Linked DNA regions of Macaca mulatta: region 2 is linked to region 1. A link is a contact called in public Hi-C data. All regions are on one chromosome and are shown on one strand. The core of a region is the stretch at or near the end of the contact, and the rest is flanking DNA. Distances in the headings are between cores, read along the strand shown. Region 1 holds the start of RPL3 (ribosomal protein L3). Region 2 holds the start of CBX6 (chromobox 6).

What was found. Hi-C and Micro-C count contacts between places; a contact is called where the count stands out from the background.
Region 2: a Hi-C map of liver shows a contact between it and region 1, with 4 times the contacts expected there. The contact joins the promoter of CBX6 here to the promoter of RPL3 in region 1. A contact is called at or near these places in 4 of 14 Hi-C or Micro-C datasets (cortical neurons, fetal cortex germinal zone, fetal cortical plate and 1 more).

The regions. Positions count from the first base shown.
Region 1 is chr10:12,237,359-12,242,945 of T2T-MMU8v2.0, reverse strand. It overlaps RPL3 (ribosomal protein L3), which reads right to left and starts at 1,336. Exons shown (of 10, transcript NM_001193554.1): 1 at 1,315-1,336; 2 at 187-379. The coding sequence starts at 1,317. It overlaps LOC114670668 (small nucleolar RNA SNORD43), which reads right to left and starts at 830; the gene lies at 767-830.
Region 2 is chr10:12,648,104-12,654,563 of T2T-MMU8v2.0, reverse strand. It overlaps CBX6 (chromobox 6), which reads right to left and starts at 3,074. Exons shown (of 5, transcript XM_015150377.3): 1 at 2,980-3,074; 2 at 2,760-2,803; 3 at 2,542-2,607; 4 at 2,330-2,396. The coding sequence starts at 3,048.

The DNA.
Region 1 (5,587 bases), core at 87-2,586:
ACAGTGCCGGCCATCTGTAGCCTTGGAATATTAGTCTTGAGGTTGTCCGCTGTCACAGAAGTTCTGACAACCTGTAACTCCAGCTTAAAAAAAAAAGTCTGCCCTCTGCTAACAGCTTGACTCCATCTCTCCAGTTTCCCTCCCCCTCCACTCCTATCCCCCAACTTTCAGGAGGCCTGTACATACTAGATCCTGGCCTGTCGACTTCCCGCACGATGTGGGTCATGCCAGCCTTGTATCCCAGGAAGGCTGTGAGGTGGACCGGCTTAGACGGATCATCTTTAGGGAAGCTCTTAACCTTCCCGCGATGCCTGCTGCTGCGCTTCCGAGGCAGGAAGCCGAGCGACCCATGTCTGGGAGCCGAGAACTTTCTGTGAGACTGGGGGGGGGAAAAAATCACCGTCAGCACCAGACACCCAGCAAACCGAGTAAAAAGATAATTATCTCCTCCAGGCTCGCACATGTCAAGAATGTTTTTGTATTCAACAAAATTTAAGCTGAATCTAATTTCAAATCCTCTCAACCTGTAAGAAAACGAGCCATCCGTTTTTTTCTCTAACACCACACAAAAATACACTTAGTGACACTAAAAACTGCTCAACAGGCAGCTTTATGTGCCAATTAGCAAGGTTTTGACCACTAAAGAAAGGCACTCCAGGGACAAATAAATGCTGGGTAGCAACTAGCCAATACTACGCTATGGGCTGCCTCTAGCGCCCGGACACTAACTACACCGATACACGTAGGCCAGAGAACTCGGCAGAGCCAAATCAGAACATGACAATCAGCACACAGTTTCTGTCCGCCCGTCAATAAGTTCATCATCTGTGGCTTCTGGGAGCTCCAGAGGCCTTCGGAGTGCACAAGCGGTCCCAGATATTTCAAGAGGACTCCACAACATTCTCCTCCCGCAAGCTTCTTTACCTCCCAATGAGAACGGTGCCGAGAACCCCCACCCAAGGTCCTCCTATCCAGACAAGCTGCTTATGGGCCCTAATCCCAACTAATGATGGAGTTGGTGAGATCGAAACTCAGCAATGACTCATGGCTTTAAAAATGCCGGGCCTCCAAGCCTGCTCCCACCCTTACGGCCTGTCTCTGGCCGACCTGCAGGCCCAAAGCCAGTCCTCCAAGCGCTCTTCTCCACAAGCCTCTCGACTTTCCAGAAAATAGGCCTGACTGAGGCCCCCGCTGGGTCGCCTGTGCCCCTAGAGCAAGCCCCGGCGCCGGCCAAGCTGGGATGGCGGCGATGCGTCGCGGATTCAGCCGTGCCGACGCCGGTGACAATGAATCGGACGCCATTACAGTACATACCATCACGCCATCAAATCCCGCCGGTAGAGGTCGACTTGTTGTCGGTGTCCGCTATATAAAGTCAGATCTGGCTCCGCCCCTTCCGGCGTGCGAGCGCGCCCCCGCGGCAGACGTCGGGTCGGGGGGCACGTACCGAGCGCCATTTCTACGCATGCTCTTCCGCGCCTAACTTTCGTTCCGAGGTGGACGTCAGCTTCTGGGACCGAAATTAGACACTCTACGGCGAGGGGTCGGGTTCAAACTTAATGAAAAGCCACGGAGAAGCGGGCTGAGGGTTTGGTGTGCCACAACTCTACGGCGTCCGGCAGCAGCCAAATTTGATAATAATGAAGAAAAATGGCTGCGTCGCTTTTCTTCCTGTGATATGCAGCTATCTCTGGAATTGGCGAGGAAAGACTGAAACCCTTGTTTCCTGGCTCCGACGCTGGTTTTGCCGCGACACCAACTTGCCTTTAATACCTTTAATCTCGGGCATCCTTCCCTCAAGCCCTGTCTCTACCATTTCTCCCATGCTAATGCAGTGGCCTGCACTTGATTCTGAGAGTCTCAGGAGCGTCCCAAGCCTGCGGAACGGCCTCACGACCTCGGGTCATGCCGAGTCCAGCTGCCCAGCCTCCCTGAGCCCCACGCCTTCCAGACCTCTGCATCAACAAGGACTTTCGCTGATCTCCGCTTGGGCTCCAGGGTAACTCGGGTCCTGACCGTTTCCCTGCCTACAGGCTCCTCCCTTACGAATCTTTTTTTTTTTTTTTTTTTTTTTTTTTTTTGAGACGGAGTCTCGCTCTGTCGCGCAGGCTGGAGTACAGTGGCGCGATCTCGGCTCACTGCAACCTCCGCTTCCGGGGTCACGGTTCAAGCAATTCTCTTGCCTCAGCCTCCCGAGTAGCTGGGATTACAGGAATGCGTCCGGCTAAATTTTTTTTTTTTTTTTTTTTTTTGTATTTTTAGTAGAGACGGGATTTCACCATGTTGGCCAGGCTGGTCTTGAACTCCTGACCTCGTGATCCGCCCGCCTCGGCCTCCCAAAGTGCTGGGATTACAGGCGTGAGCCACCGCGCCCGGCCCCCTACAAATCTAAGAATCAAGTATCTCGTTACTTTACAAGGATCCCTCGTCGTTTCCTCGGAATTAAGCATCAACTTCAGCGGCCACGGAAGACGCTCTCCTAACCGTCTACTTCAGCCTCATGGCTGAACCCTAGCACACGCTCTCATATCACCTTCTGCTTCCTCCGTCCCACCCTGTCATCTTTTATTCTGGGCCTGGCCTTCGCTCCCACCGTGGTTTAAAAAACATTCTCTCGGCCATAATCCCAACAATTTGGGAGGCTGAGGCAGGCGGATCACCTGAGGTCAGGAGTTCTAAACCAGCCTGGCCAACCTGGCGAAACCCCGTCTCTATCAAAAATACAAAAATTAGCCCGGCACGATGGTGTGCGTCTTTAATCCCAGCTACTTGGGAGGCTGAGGCGAGAGAATCGCTTGAACCCAGGAGGCGGAGGTTGCAGTGAGCTGAGATTGCCAGTGCATTCCAGCCTGGGCTACAGAGCGAGACTCCGTCTCAAAAAAAAAAAAAATCTCAATCCTCACACCATCCCCAAAGGACATAACTGATAGATCTTCAATCCATTATTAGAAATCCTGGGGGCCACATATGTTTCAAAATTCAGCATTTTTTTAGTTTTAGAAAGGTACTATGGTGCACCCACTGTATATTATGTAATCCAGTACTCTTTAAAGAAAAACAATATTCTGTAAGGAAACATGAATATTCACATTGAGTGGGATAAATATAAATAGACTCACATCAGTTCAAGGCTGACTTTGCTGCCCAAAAAATGCATCAGTTTACTTTTTGCTGCCAAATAATTTAAGAAGCGTTTTAAAATTTCGGGATACAGGCCGGGCACGGTGGCTTATGCCTGTAATCCCAACACTTCAGAAGGCCGATAGGGGTGGATCACCTGAGGTCAGGAGTTTGAGACCAGCCTGACCAACACAGTGAAACCTCGTCTCTACTAAAAATACAAAAATTAGCCGGTTGTGGCTGCACGCCTGTAGTCCCAGCTACCCCGGAGGCTGAGGCAGGAGAATTGCTTGAATCAGGAGGCAGAGGTTGCAGTGAGCCGAGATTGCACCACTGTGCTCCAGCTTAGGTGACCAATCAGGATTCTCAAAAAATAAAAAAATAAAAAAATAAGGCCAGGTGTAGTGGCTCATGCCAAATCCCCAGCACTTTGGGAGGCCAAGGTGGGTGGATCATCTGAGGTCAGGAGTTTGAGACCAGCCTGGCCAACATGGTGAAACCCCGTCTGTAGTAAAAATACAAAAATTAGCCAGGGGTGGTGGCAGGCACCTGTAATCCCAGCTATTTGGGAGGCTGAGGCAGGAGAATTGCTTGAACCTGGGAGGTGGAGGTTGCAGTGAGCCAAGATCATGCCATTGCACTCCAACCTGGGTGACAAGAGCAAAACTCAGTCTCAAAAAAAAAAAAATTCAGGATGCAAAGGATTATAACCTACCTATATGCCCCCTTTTTACGTAGAAAATTAACTTCCATCCAAGAGGTTAATAACTTGACAAAGTCACATAATTAGTGAAGGACAGAGCTCAAGTCTATCTGACTCCAGGTTGGGTTTTCATGGCATCAGACTCAGGGATCAATAACCTCACTGGAAAAGGGGCTTTGGAATCCTGAGCAAGAAGAAATTATTACTGCAGGCCTGCTCTGTGCTGGGTCCTGCACCAGGCTGCGGGAATATAGAGGAGAATAAGATGGCTGCCGTCACAGACCAAATAAGACAATTTAAAATTGTAATGAAGGTTCCAAAAGAAGCAATGCCACTAAGGGTCCTGGGCAAACTATTCTCCCTCAGGAATTCCCTTTCCAGTCAAGAGAGAAGAGAGCATCAGTAGACCTGAATTGCCTTGCCAGCGTACAAGTAGCTCACTAGGTGTAGGGTAAACGCACCTAATAGCAATAACTTAAGCATACCCTTAGAATGACCTTGTATGGCAGATGCATCTGAATGTGTGTTCCAAGCTAGGGAATCTGGGAGTGGCCAACCAGAAGACTGGTTCCTTGTCTGTGAGGAACACCTGAGCCCCCAGCCAGTCGTGTGGAATACAGACTGTACAAGGGATTGAGGCCCTGAGTTCCGGGTTAAATGAAGGCTACCAGATAGAGGTAAGGGGAAGGTGTTAAGTGAAAATGCTGTATAAACTGCATGCTGTTTGTAACTGCATGCTGTTTGTAACCAGCTGAATTGCTGAACCAGGAGAATTGCTTGAACCCAGGAGGCGGAGGTTGCAGTGAGCCAAGATTACGTCATTGCACTCCAGCCTTGGCAACAAGAGTGAAACTCCGTCTCATTTAAAAAAAAAAAAAAAAAAAGGCCGGGCGCGGTGGCTCAAGCCTGTAATCCCAGCACTTTGGGAGGCCGAGACGGGCGGATCACGAGGTCAGGAGATCGAGACCATCCTGGCTAACACGGTGAAACCCCGTCTCTACTAAAAAATACAAAAAACTAGCCGGGCGAGGTGGCGGGCGCCTGTAGTCCCAGCTACTCGGGAGGCTGAGGCAGGAGAATGGCGTGAACCCGGGAGGCGGAGCTTGCAGTGAGCTGAGATCCGGCCACTGCACTCCAGCCTGGGCGACAGAGTGAGACTCTGTCTCAAAAAAAAAAAAAAAAAAAAAAAGTAGGGATTCATCACAACACTGGGTTAGGCCTCAGTTTCCTTATCTGTCAAATGAGGAATTCGTTCATTCATTCAACAAATATGTACTGAGCTTACTTTGCCTAGCCCCATACAGGGCTCTGCAACGTGCAATAAAACAGAGGTGGGGTTGGGGCCCCTGCCCTGGAAGAGATCAGTCTACCTACATCATAGCTATGAAACAGAGGCCTGTGCAAAAAGGACTGATGAATTCCCCAATTTATGGGGAGGGTCATCGGGGAAGCCTCTACCAAAGAGATGTCATTTGAACTCGGCCTCAAAGGATTTTTATTTGTCAAGCAAAAAGGGCAGCTCTCCAGGCAGTAGGAACAATGTGTGCAAAGGCAGAGAGGATAAAAGACAGTGGCCTGCAGGACTAGCTGTGATTTGGCACAGCCAGACTAGAAGACAGTGGCAGGAGGCCAGTTTAGGAAGATACGTAGGGTTCAGACCTAAAGTCTCCAGCTGGAAAACATCATCCTGAGGCCAGTGGAATGCATTGAAAGCCTGTGAAAACCTGTGCACTTATTTTTATTTTTATAATGAGACAGGCTCTT
Region 2 (6,460 bases), core at 1,825-4,324, 410 kb before region 1:
TCCCACACAAAGGCAGGGAAAAGCCCCAACTTTTTCCGCATGGTAGGCAGACATTCTGCAGGTGCATCCCCACACCTTCTGACTCGCAGAAAGTTAAGTGTTTACTCCTTCTGCAAGCTGCTGAGCTTCCTGACTTCTGCAATTATGCTTCCAAGAGTCCAGTGGTGATGGACTGTCCCTGGGGGAGGGGCAAAGAGTGTGGGCAAACAGCAGGCCCAGAAAGAAACCCTGGCTCAGTGAGTCTCCTTTCCTTATCTGCTCGACCATCACAGGGCCTACTTCAGGTGCTCCTGTGATGATCAGAGAGTACATGGCACCTGCTCAGCACACTGCCTGGCATGCAGCAAATAACTGAACAGACCTACCTATGGGTGGTGGACTTATAAGCAGTGATCTTGTTCCAATGTATGCTTGGCATACATTGTTATTTCTTACTTTATACTTTCTATATATTATTATTATTTAAAGGGTTCACCCCTCCTCTTCCTCCCCACATGGAGAACTCCTTGAAATCGGGGACTTGGGTCTGCCTGGTGAATTAAAAATAACTGTAGCCAACATGGTTATTGCACCCTGACCAGGTGACAGGCATAGCTCTGTGGGCTTGGCATACACTGTAGATGGTGTAGATGGCATGAACTGTACCTTGGCCTCTCCCCATGTCTGTGGGCAAGTTACTGGGCACCTCTGACCCCGTTTCCCCATGCGTAAAACGGGGGATGGAAGCTATCTCGTGGGCTCCTGTTTGCTTCACAGTAGTTCCTGGCAGAAAGCACGGAGCGTAATTTGCTGACTGCCATACTGCCTCCCATGGAGTCCCAGAGCAATGTATTCGGCCCAAGCTAATCTCCATAGCCCCTCACAAATATCCACATCTCTCTCAGGCTACCTGTTTCTTAGGGTCCAGATAAAAAAGTTCTCCTATCTGCATCTCTATCCCCTGCCACGCCAACTCTACAGCCTCCATAGTTTCCTGTGTGTATCTGCCGTTCCCCCTTAACCTGACATGGACTCCTCAAGGCACAAGATGAAGAAAAGGAGACAGGATGAAGCCAGGACGCTGGACCTTGGGTAAGTCACTTTCCCTTCCTAGGCCTTGATTTTTTATCTGTGAAATGGGGATAATACTCCCCACTTCTTGGACTGTTGAGGGCTCAGCCCTGTATTAGGCCCACAGCCAGCTCAGGAACCAAAAGAACTATCAAGAAAAAAGGCGTTTTGTGTATCAATGTTCATGGTCATACTCGCTTCACCGCTAGAGGGTGCCCCAGCTGCACTGAGAGACTGTCACACAGCCCATCAGCTTTCCAGCTGCTCCGCCCATCCCTCCCCAGGAGAAGCATCAGGGTTAAGGTTACTCCCTGGATGGATGTGCGTCGCTTGAGGGTGGGGTTTATAAAAATATGAAATTCTGGAAACCCACATTTCTTTCACTTCTGCTTCTCTTCTCCAAAAAAGAGTCCTCCCACAAAGTCACCAGCTGTCGGGTGGGAGGGGGCCCTGAGGCATGTGTAGCACTACAGCGAGACAGGTGGCCCAGTGAGTTCCACCTGCAGCCTTGCCTGCCACCTAGGGCCATCTTGCCCTTCCTTTCCCAGACTCTGTTTTTTCTTGTCAAAATAAAATAAAAACCCAAATCCTCCAAGATGGCTTCCTCTGGAAGTTCTTCCCTCCCTAGCAGAGGCTAATATGCTATGCTCTCACTCCCACATCCTCATCCTCCAGAAATGGCCGGGAGTGGGGGGAAACTAAGGCTCAGAGCCCTAAAGTTAGTGGCCCAGCCTGGGTGATAAATTCAAAGAGAAGTGATTTTGAGGTCAAATTCAAGTTGGATCCCCAAGAAAGGAGGGGAGCCATGAAGAACAAATCCTGAAAGACAGGGAACGGAGGAAGCTGGGGGCAGGGAGGCAGGTGGTCCCCCAATCCTCTCCTTGTGCCCTGACAGGAGGTGGGACCCCACTCACTCTCCCCCTGGGTTCCAACTCCCAGCACAGTCATAACAGCTCAAACAAATGCCCCCTTCCCATGGGCATCCCCCACCTTCCTCAGCCACCCCCTTTCCTGGAGCCCTAAAGGCACCCTCAGACTCTGGTTTCAACAGGGAAGATTATCCCCAGTCCCAGGACCCTCTTGTTGAAGGTGAAGCTGGCTGAGGCTTGCCATCAGGGGCTTCTGGGGGGGCTCACAACCACCCCCTGCCCAGCTGGGGCCCCTCTGGAAAGGCCCGCCCGCTTGGGCAGCCGCGTATCTGTCCCTCCCTTCCAGGCCCCGTGCTGTGCCGGGGCTGGGGGCCCGAGAAGGGGATGCTGCTGGGGCTGGGCCAGGTTACCTTCAGAAGGAAAGTTTTGGGTTTGGGTCCTCTCTTCTTGGGCCCATACAGCTCACGCTCCCTCTCCCTGCGGCCGAAAAACACCAGAGGTTAAAAAGAGCCCCTTCCCGGGCCCCACTCCGCGATGCCCTCCCCGGCTCTCCCGCTTCCCCGCGCGGCGCCCCAGCCGAGCCTCGGCCTCGCCGCCCCTGCCAGCTTCCCCAACAACTCACTTTTGCTCGAAGGCTGCAATGAGCCGCGAGTCCAGGATGTTCTCCTCGGGCTCCCAAGTGCTGTACCTGCAGAGTCACAAACGCTCAAAATCAGGATGAAGACATGAAGACCAGAGAGGGACAGGCACGCGGCGAGAGCAAGCGCGCGCACCCCCACCCCAGGCCCCGGTGCCCGCTGCCTCCCCCCCCGCGACGCCCCCGGACCCCGCGACACTCACTTGATCGCCCACCCCTTCCATTTCACCAGGTACTCGATGCGTCCCTGAAAAACAGAGGGGAGAAAAACGGGGGTGGGGGTGGGGAGGATGCGGGGACGCGAGGAGGCGGCGGCGCGGGGCTGGGCGAGGGAGCCGGGCTAGCGGGACCGCTTCGCCCCGAGGGCTCCCGGCCCCGGCTCCGGCTGCGGACAGCGGCGGCCCGCCCCGGGCGGCGGCTCACCTTTCGGATCCGCCGTTTGATGATGGATTCGGCCGCGAAGACCCGCTCGCCCACTGCAGACAGCTCCATCTTGCTCAGCGGCACCCACAGCCCATAATACTCCCTGCGCCCGCGGCCGGTGCGGCACCGCTCGCGCACGCGCCGCAGCGCCCAGGCCCCGGCGGGCGGGAGCGCGGCGGGGCGCGCGCTCGCGTTCCAGCTGCGGGCCGTCACGTGATCCTCGCGGCAGGCGCGCGGTTGCCAGGACCTCCCCCTCTCCCGGGGCGGTTGCTAGGGAAAGTCGGCGCTAGCGGGGCGGGGGCGCGCGCTGGCTCTTAAAGGAGCCGCGCCGGCGGAGGGAGCAGCTGCCGGCGGACCCGATGGGTACCCGGCTTGTGGGCACGCTGCGGCCTTACGCTTATAACCCCCTCCCCCATCTTGCTGGCGCCCGATCGCTGACACCCTCTCCTCGCCTCTTAATCCCCACGCGAGTCTCACCAGGCCCCGGGCGGAGAAGGGCTGTGGAGCCGGAGTCTCTCCGCCAACCCGCGTCTCCCGCAGTAGCCTGCAAACAGTTAAAAATGATGCAGCAGAAATGCAGTTGCTGTTGCCTTGCCAGGCCTTGCGGGAATTTCTTTAAAACATCGCCCCCCATCCATTATTTATGTATTCGTGGGAGTGTGGTTTTGTAACCAGTTCAGAAGAGTTAAAACAAAAACGCCACCGCAGGAAAGGGGTGTGCAGCGAATGGGGCCGAGGAAGGCCTGGGTGACCGTGGGCATCTGACTGCGGCCGGGGTCTCGGGCGACACCTGCCCTCGCCCGGGAGACCGGGGAGGACTCGGCGGGTCCGGTGTGGCAGTGAGGGAGGGAGAGGGACCGCGGGCAGGAACGGGTCTCCCTGCACCCCACCTTGGGCCCACAGCGGGTCATCATCTGGTTATTCGGCAGAAGCCGCCTTCGCGGTCATATCTGTGTTTTCCGATTCCCAGCACCCCTCCCGGCCCCCCGACCCGGCCGCGTCCCTCTCCCCGCCCGCAGCTGCGCGAAGCTTCCGCCATTGCTCTGGGGAGCCCAGACCCCAGCTTCCTACTTGGGGAGGGGCGGGGGATCGAGCTGGGGCTGTCCGGGAATGGACACGAAAAACAGCCCTGCCGCGCAAAACGCTCCACTTTTTAAATGTTGAAATTACTTGAACTTTATTTCCCATTATGTTAGTAGTCTTGTTCTTTGTAAAACAATTTTTAAAAATACAGATAAAAAAGCAACTGTCCATAACTCCCATAAAACCATTGTTAACATCTTCACCAATCTTCCAGCCTCTGCTTTATGCCTACATGAACTTACGTACACCTGTGTACGTCTGTGTATGTATATGTATGTATATACATACACATTGTCTGTAGATTTGATTTTTTAACAAAATGGGATCACGCTATTCACACTGTTCTGGAATCTGCTTTTCTCCCTTAATGCTATAAAGTGGACATCTTTCAGTGTCATTAAATACAGATTTCCCCATCCTTCCAGTGACCACCTTGGGGTTGAGATGGGGTTGGGAGGAATGGGGATTGTGAAGAGTCAGGGTTGTATCTTGTGAACATCAATGGCTCATTAGGAAAGATTTTTACGTTTCTGTGCTACGATGCCAATTCTTGGGTTTCAAATCCACCATATCAAAATGTTAGTCTTTTCCTCCCGGCAGATTTGTCCAACTACTACCTTGAAAGAAATCCCTCTCCTCACTTAAAATAAGTATGTTCTAGGGAAACACCTATTTGCTGGCCAGCCCAAGGTGAGCTGCTGTGGTAAAAATAGAAATGTCCTCCTGGGAGATGTGGGTGGTGGTGGATGGGCAGGCGAGTGGAGTGGGTATGAGAGTGTGTGTGTTTGGGCTGAGGGAGACATGCGGGCGATGAAGCAGGTGAGTTCACTTGTTGATTCATTCAGCAGTGTTTGTGAGCCCTTGTGAAGCACCAGGCTTTGTGTTAAACCATCAGGAAACAAAAGCGCCCCAGGCTGAGGAGTTCTCAGTGGAGTGAGAAAAGCACAGTGTGACTAATGCTAGAATAAAAGTGTAGGAGTTTCGTGTTGCTGCTGTCACAAATTAACACAAGCTCAGTGGCTTAAAATGACTCAAATTTGTTATCTGATGACTCTGGAGGTGGGAAGTCCCAAATCAGTGTTACTGGGCCCAAGTAAAGGTATCCTTAGGGCTGGTCCCTTTTCGGAGGCTGGAGGAGAGTGTCTGTTCCATGCCTCATCCAGCTTCTAAATGTTGCTGGCATTTCTTGGCTCATGACTTCATCACTCAAATCTCTGTTTCTACGATCCCTTTGCTCACTTCCTGCCTCTTTTTCTTTTCTTTTTCTTTTTGTTTTTTGTTTCGTTTTGTTTTTGATATGGAGTCTTGCTCTGTCACTCAGGCGGGAGTGCAGTGGCACAATCTCCGCTCACTGCAACCTCTGCCTCCCGGGTTCAAACAATTCTCCCTGTCTCAGCCTCCCGAGCAGCTGGGATTACAGGCATACGCCACCACACCCGGCTAATTTTTGTATTTAATAGAGATGGGGATTTCACCATGTTAGCCAGGCTGGTCTCGAACTCCTGACCTCAAGTAATCCGCCCGCCTCAGCCTCCCAAAGTACTGGGATTACAGGCGTGAGCTACCGCATCTGGCTTCTGCCTCTTTCTTATAAGGACGCTTGTGATTACATTGGGTCTGCCCAAATAATTGAGAATGATCTTTCCATCTCAACCTCCTTAACTTAATCAGATCTGCAAAGACCCTCTTACCATAGGGTAACATGGATGGTAAGTAAGGTATCCTATCCACAGGTTCTGGGGGCTAGGGCATGGACATCTTTGGGGGAGGCATTGTAAGCTTACCATAAGAGTCTGAACAGGATGTCTTGGGGGTGGACATGGGGGAGCAACCTACTGCCTGGAGGTGAGACTGGGAGGCCTTCTCAGAGGTGGAGACCTCTGATTTGGGGCTGGAAAGACAAATGGGAATTGGCCTATGAGTGAAGAATGGGAAGGGTGTCCTGGGTGGATGTGTCAGCTTGAACAACAGAACACATCAGAGCCTGAGAGTGTGTTTTGGGGATGGGAAAGAAGTCTGCTATGGCCTGGGTTGGTGCAGTACGGCAGAGGATGGCGGTGGAAAGATGGGTTGGGCCTAACTTGGGAAGTGCCTTGAATGCTGGCTAGGTTTGGACTTTGCCTCGGGCAGTGGGAAGTGTGAGGGAGTTTTGAGTAGAGGAGGGACGTGATCAGATGAAGTGGGAATGCGGGCAGCCAGGCTTGGGTCCCTTTTCTTTTGGTAAGCATATGGTGTTGTCCAAGTCCTTTTCTCCTCTCTGGATCTTAGTTTTTCAACTTCAAAAATGGGGGAGGAACTGGCCCTTTTTAGTGCTCTATGACATTTTTTGGCAGATGACTTTGTTTTTTTTTTTTGGAGATGGAGTCTCGCTTTGTTGCCCAGGCTGGAGTGCAGTGGT